Regions from separate parts of the Anas platyrhynchos genome. Here region 2 is linked to region 1. Evidence: chromatin contacts called from public Hi-C data. All regions are on one chromosome and are shown on one strand. Each heading gives the region's core, a stretch centred on a gene start, on an enhancer-like site or on the middle of the called end of the contact. The rest is flanking DNA. Distances are from core to core; before and after follow the strand shown. Region 1 has its middle 33 kb from the start of ST14. Region 2 holds the start of ZBTB44 (zinc finger and BTB domain containing 44).

Region 1 (3,178 bases), core at 493-2,992:
TTTTACCTGTTTCTGTGCCCAGCAGGACCCTGACGGTGCTGCAGGACTGGGGCTCCTCAGCCCGGAGGGGCAGCTCCCCCCTCTCGCCCCCCAGGCCCAGGTCCAGCAGTTCCCAGCTCCTGTACCACTGCCTTACAGCATCACCCCAAGGGCAAGAGGAAAATGCCTTTTCTCCCCTCCAGACCTCGGGGGATGTCAAGTGAAACTACAGACAGACAGGGCAGCAGACACAGAGTTCCTGGAAAGCGCCTGCCCCAAGACATGTGTCCCAGCGGTCTGGCACAGCTGGCAGACAAACTGGGACAGAGCCAGGGCTAGGATGGCAGGGCAGGGATGGAGGTGTGCGAGGTGGAGGGGTCTGCCCACGTCTGGGAGCACAGAGCTTGTCAGAAAGCAGGAGCAAGCAATCTTTATGGGGTGTTCCCAGCAGCTGCTGCTGGACGCGGAGCAGACGAGCAAGCCACCGCCGCAGAGCACCGGAGCTGGCACCTAACCCAGCACCGTCTCTCCCGGAGCTCACAGCAGGGAATGAGAACGACCCCAGCTTGTACAAACCTCTCACCCACCGGGATCAGGAGGGGCTGTGGCAAAGGCTCGTCACCTCGTCTGACTCCAGCTGCCAGGCAGTTCGGCTGCTCCAACAGGGGCTTTGGCTTTCTCCAAGGAGCTGGGAGTCTCTCGCTCCGCACTGGTGACCTTAAAATCAAGGGCTGAAATTAGATGCCTGCTTTCAAGCAGATGAAGCTGGACAGATTCTTCCAGTCTAGGTCTGCATGGGATCTATCAGGGAGATGTGGTTCGTTCTGTATGAACAGCACGGACTTTCCCCCTACCTCGCTCACCCCAAAGAACTGCAATACCCTCAGCTAGAGCCAGACCCCGGTTTCTGTATGACCAACAGACCAACCAGAAAAGCAAACATAAGAAAAGAGCTTCTCCAGAGGCTGCAGCAGGCAGAATGAAACCTGCAGCCTTTCAGTTCCAGGCTGACTTTTAGCAGAGGCCAGCATGGCACTGATGAGCTTCATCAGTCCAGCACTGAGCATCTATCAGGCCTACTCAGAGGACACGGCATCCGCCCTCCCTGATTTACAACCTCTCTTAGAGCAGCCCAGAGGACTTCAGATGGGATGCTGGAGGCAGACAATTGCCCCTCTGACCTGCCAGGTTAAGCACCCACAACAGAGGGTGGCTGTGCCTCCAAACTGAGCAATTGGCAGCTTCTGCTCGAAAGAAATTCAGAGCAGCTCCCACGGGACGTGGCAGTGAGCTGCAGTTTGGTTGTCTCCCTACCAGAAGGACTCACATTTTAGTCAGCGAGAAGCAAATAACTGCAGGACTGGTAAATCCACCTTGGGACCAGCCATCCGGGACGAATTCTTTCTGTGGCACGTCAGCACCGCAAGGCCTTGCCTCAGCAGAGCTCTCGTGTGATCCTCAGGGTCTCTTTGTGCGAACACAGCTGGCTACAGACACGGCAGGCAGGGCAGGAGACATTTTGTGGCACCACGAGCAGACAGGCAGCAACCTTCAGAGGGAGGTGGGATGCCCACCGCAGCGCCGCTCCTCCGAGCAGCAGTGTCCTGGCCTGGGGTTCATTGGCACAGGTAAAATCTTTCACATCTGCTGCACTTACAGTAAGAGGGATGACAGCTTCGTTACGAATGCACAGAGCTTCCAAAGAAGAACAGCATGGAGGGTTGCCTTGGAGACTGCAGTAAGCAATGTGCTGCCAGATGACTGGGTCTCATACCACAGCAGGCACTTGCCAGAAGGGTGATCTCAGCGGTGCGCGCTGCATTATCAAACATTCCTTGAAGGAAAGACTGAATCTGTGCAAGGATCGGGTGAATCAGGCTGCAGGGAAGGTGGTTCTTTATGTTACCCATTAGTCATGTTCCTTGGCTTTGCCCACCCGCAGCAAGCACCACGGCCGTGGCGCTCAGCGGAGCGGAGAAACCTCCTCACGGTGCACACCGAGGCTGGTGGGGCTGCCAGGGGACACAGACACACCAAGTGCCCTCCATCCCCCTGGCAGAGACACGAACACAGGGCTGTTCCCCACGTCTGGTCAAAGAAGAAAGGTTGAGAACCCTTTTACTCATTTTGGATAAAGCATAAAACAGCCTCCTGGGGAACCCCAGACAAAATAAATACCAAGCTGCCCATCACGTTGTGTTACACCACCACAGACCTCTCAACTGCTACCAGCTTTCTGCCCTAAACATTTCTGCAGTTATCTGAGCTGGGGACCATTAGATTTGCATCTAGTTTTGTCCCCTGCATAACCACACTTTAAATATTTATTCTCTTCTTCTTGTGCTGGCTCCCCTCTGACAGCGTCTCCAAGGCCTGATCCCGCTCATCCTTCATGGAAGATGGCTTTATCCCATCGTGACCAATCCAGTTAGCAGACGATATTTTAAGAACTACTTCAGCATTAGAGTCAAGCTACTGGTTACACAGCATTGGCAGCACAGACAGGATAAGCAAAGAAAGCAATCCATGGGAAAATCTCCAGCTTGTTAAGAAAAAACAAGCTTCTCGAAGAAGTGTTAGGCACAAGCAAAGCCCCAAAATAAAGAACAGCCACTACTGCACGTTCAGGTTGTCATTTAGTTCAACATTTCAGGGGTAATTTTACCAGTTTTCACCAGCTACAGGTATGCTTACATGCTGTAGAAGAAAACCTTCCATGAACCTCTAAATCCTGTAAGAACCACAGGTCTTGGGACTCGTACTACTTACACCATCAATGTCTTTGAGACAAGTGTCACCATCGCAGCACCATCATATTCTCCTTTCCAGCACCATAACATTCTCCTTTCCAAATATCCTTTTTCCAAATATCCAAATTTCTCCTTTTTGCTTAGGACAAGCATCAAAGCCACCCAGAAAGAGTTAACCAGTGCTCATATAACCTAATGAGCATTAGCCCACCGTAGCTTTTTGCTGGCCACTCTGTGGGGCTGGAATCAGGGAGAGGAACAGATCAGGTGGAGCATTAGGAAAACAGCTCTCATGGCAAGAAAACTGCCAGGCCTCCCAAGGGAAGCGATGAAAACCCTGCTGCTTGAGTCACTTCAAACTGGACCAAGTACAGGAAAATCCAGTGTAGGGAACAAGCCTTCCCCATAGGGGGAAAATGGAGAAGTTGGATGACCTCGGATCTTTCCCA
Region 2 (3,148 bases), core at 370-2,869, 69 kb after region 1:
CCCAGGGCAGCCATGAAGTGCAGGGTAAGAACAGGTGACCCCTCTGGCACGTGTAGCGAGGAAGTGCCACGCTCCGGGGGCAGGCGCCAAAACAGCTGCCGCCGGGTGTCTGCGGGGACACAGGAGACATGGAAGGACACACGGGGAAACCTCCTGCCTGGGAGCATGTGGGACAAACACCCGCATCCCGAAGGCTACCTGCGAAACGCTGCCTGTTCCTCTCCTGGTGTGTGCAAACAGGCACGACACGGGATGTGCCAGCAGCCTTTGGTAGCCAGGCGATGCGACACCCGTTGCACAAGGCCCTGGAGACAGACCCTCCCTCGCCAGCAGGTACAACGCGCTCGGCAGAGCCGTCTCTTTGCTTTGCTGGGAGATCCGTGCCTGCCTATTTGCCTGGAGAGCCTCAGCAGCTTTCTGCAGGCAGCGAGAAGCCTCCTGGGGTGCCTGCGCTTGAGCGGGCTGCGGCGGTCAAGCACGGAGGCATTCCCCAGCACAACCTGCGTATGGAAAGAGCATCGAGGCACTCGGGCGGGCAGCAGTGCCCCGCTTGGGGTGGGTGCCTATAGGCAAGGAGGCGACAGCTCTTGGTGAGCCGGGAGCGTGGTGCAAACCCCCCAGCTCCTGCGTGTGCCGGTGCCGGTGTTCGTGTCTGCGCAGGGCAGGCCGGAGCCAAAATAACCGGGGAGAGGCGGAGGGGGAGCGGGGAGGCAGGGGAGACCCCAATGGGTGGGCAGAGGGGCAGGGGGTGCTGCAAGAGGGGGGGCATTGCAGCCCGGGGGGGCTCCCCTTCCTACATAAACACACGCGGGGGGGGGAAATAAATAAATAAACACATAAATAAATAAACGAAATAAATAAATAAATGGAAGCAGCGGCAGGAGGCACAACTTCCCCAGCTGCTGCTTGCCCCGGGGGGGGTCTCAACAGGCCCGGAGGAGGGGACGGGGGGGCTCTGACAGAGCTGTGGGGGGCACGGGGGGGCTGAGGGGGGGACAAGGGGACCCCACAGGCCTGGGAGGGGGGCACAGGGGGTTGAGGGGGCTCCTGAAGACCCGGGGGGGGGCACCGGGTGCTCTGAGGGTGCTGTGGGGGCACAGGGGGCTGTGTCAGGCCCGGGGGGGGCCCAGCAGGGTCCATACCAGGCGCTGCCCCCCCCCTTGTTTTTATCCCCCCCCCTTCCCCACGCGGCGCTGCGGGGGGGCGCTGCCGGGGGCGGACCCGCGGTGCAGCAGCCAAAGCCCTCCCCCGGCGCCCGTTGGTTCCCCCCCCCCTCACCTCCCGTTCCCCCCCCCACCCCCCTCCCTCATCACCCCCGTTCCCCCCCCGTTACCTGCGGGGCCCGGGAGGAGGCCGAGCCCCCTACCGCGGCAGGGCCATGGCGGGGCGGCGGCGGCGGCAGGAGGAGGAGGAGGAGGAGGAGGAAGATGAGGAGGAGGAGGAGGAGGGGGGTGGGCGGGAGGAAGGCGCCGCCGCCGCCGCCTCCCCCTCAGGCGGGGAGGGGAGGGGGGGGGGGGAGCGAGGAGGGGGGGGGGCGGCGGCGCGCGCGGGGCTGGGCGCGAGGAGGGAGGGAGGGGGAGGAGGGGGCGCGGGGCGCGGGGCGCCGTGTTTGTGTCCCACAGTGCTCCGCGCGGGGCGGGGCCGGGGGCGGGGCCAAGGGGGAGGGGGCGGGGCTAAGGGAGGGGCACAGGGCGCAGGCGCGGGGAGGGCGGCGGGGAGCGCGCGGGGCTGGGGGCAGCCAATGCACCCCCCGTGCATGCACCCCCTGGGACCGTGCACCCTGCACGCCTCACTGCATGCACAGAGCGGGACCGTGCACACGGGACACCCGCGGTGCATGCAGCCCCCCCAGGACCGTGCACAGTTGCATGCATGCACAGGTTGGGGCTGTGCACGTGGGACCAGGACCATGCACATGGGTTTGCACGGTGCGTGCATGCACCATGCACACGGGATACTCACATTCATTCATGCACGGGCAGGACGGTGCACACAGGACATCCCCGGTGCATGCACCCCCTGGGATCATGCACCCCAGGCACCCCACTGCATGCACAGACTGGGGCTGTGCACATGGACACCCCCCAGATATGCACACCAGGCACACCAGTGCATGCAAGGACCAGGACTGCACATGGGATGCCCAGCTGCATGCATGCACAGACAGCACTGTGCACATGGAACACCCCGGTGCAAGCACCCCCCAGAACCACGCACCCCAACCACCCCAGTGTGTGCATGCATAAGCTGGGACTGTGCACACAGGACCCCCTGGTGTGTGCACCCCCATGGATCGTGCACACAGGACACCCCAATGCATGCATGGACCAGGACAGTGCACACCAAGCACTTTGCAGCATGCATGCATAGAAAGGGACTGTGCACACAGGACACCCGAGTGTGTGCACCCCCAGACCATGCACACCCCCATGCATGCACCCCCAGGACCCCAGGCCCCTTTCCCAGTGGGTGCCCCCCAGGCAGCTGCCCCAGCACACAAAGCGCAGCCACACGTGGGAGCAGAATCCTGCAGTTTACATCTACCCCAATGGAGCTGGGAGTTAATGAGCCTCAAGTTAATCCACCCCTGTAATTTGGTCCAAATCTGCACTAACTTGGGGTAAGCGCAGTTTAATTTGAGGTGATTAGTGCGGCCATTTTCTCCGTGGTCACGTTATTTATTTATTTAATTTATTGCAATAAGTGCTCAGTAAATTGAGGCAGGAAACAGATTGAAAGGCCACCGTCCAAGAACGTTAATCAGCGGTAAAATATTTTAAAGCGGCCCCTGGAAAACACCGCACTGCTCCTCAAACAACAACAAAAACAATAAAAAAAAAACCACCACCAACAACAAAAAATAAGGCCAAACTCCTTGTGCTGGTGTAAAAACCCTGGGACTATTTTTTTGCTGGTTACTTGCAAAACCAGGGGGAGAGCAGAACCCCTGCAGGCTCTGGGATCCTGCTCTCTGCTGCTTCATTCTCCTTTGGCTTCCTCTGGCTTTGCATTTGCGGGGAGCTGCAGGGTAAACCCGGTGCACTGCTCCTTTGCAAGTTACTTTGGTGAAAAGCAAGAGCAAAACAGCACTGATTTGGGCAAATTGTGCATGTGTGCACACAGGTTGCTGCCACCTTTTTCAGCTGAT

The links. Hi-C and Micro-C count contacts between places; a contact is called where the count stands out from the background.
Region 2: a Hi-C map of skeletal muscle shows a contact between it and region 1, with 1.7 times the contacts expected there. The contact joins the promoter of ZBTB44 here to the enhancer-like site in region 1. A contact is called at or near these places in 2 of 8 Hi-C or Micro-C datasets (skeletal muscle and small yellow follicle).

The regions. Positions count from the first base shown.
Region 1 is chr25:4,520,704-4,523,881 of IASCAAS_PekinDuck_T2T, forward strand. No RefSeq gene overlaps it. Among named protein-coding and RNA genes, the nearest start is that of ST14, 33 kb to the left of the region's middle. Within about 2 kb of position 1,743, at least 3 of the 8 cell types and tissues checked have an H3K27ac peak or open chromatin away from gene starts, as enhancers often do.
Region 2 is chr25:4,589,501-4,592,648 of IASCAAS_PekinDuck_T2T, forward strand. ZBTB44 (zinc finger and BTB domain containing 44) reads right to left here and starts at 1,620. Exons shown (of 6, transcript XM_027444403.3): 1 at 1,334-1,620.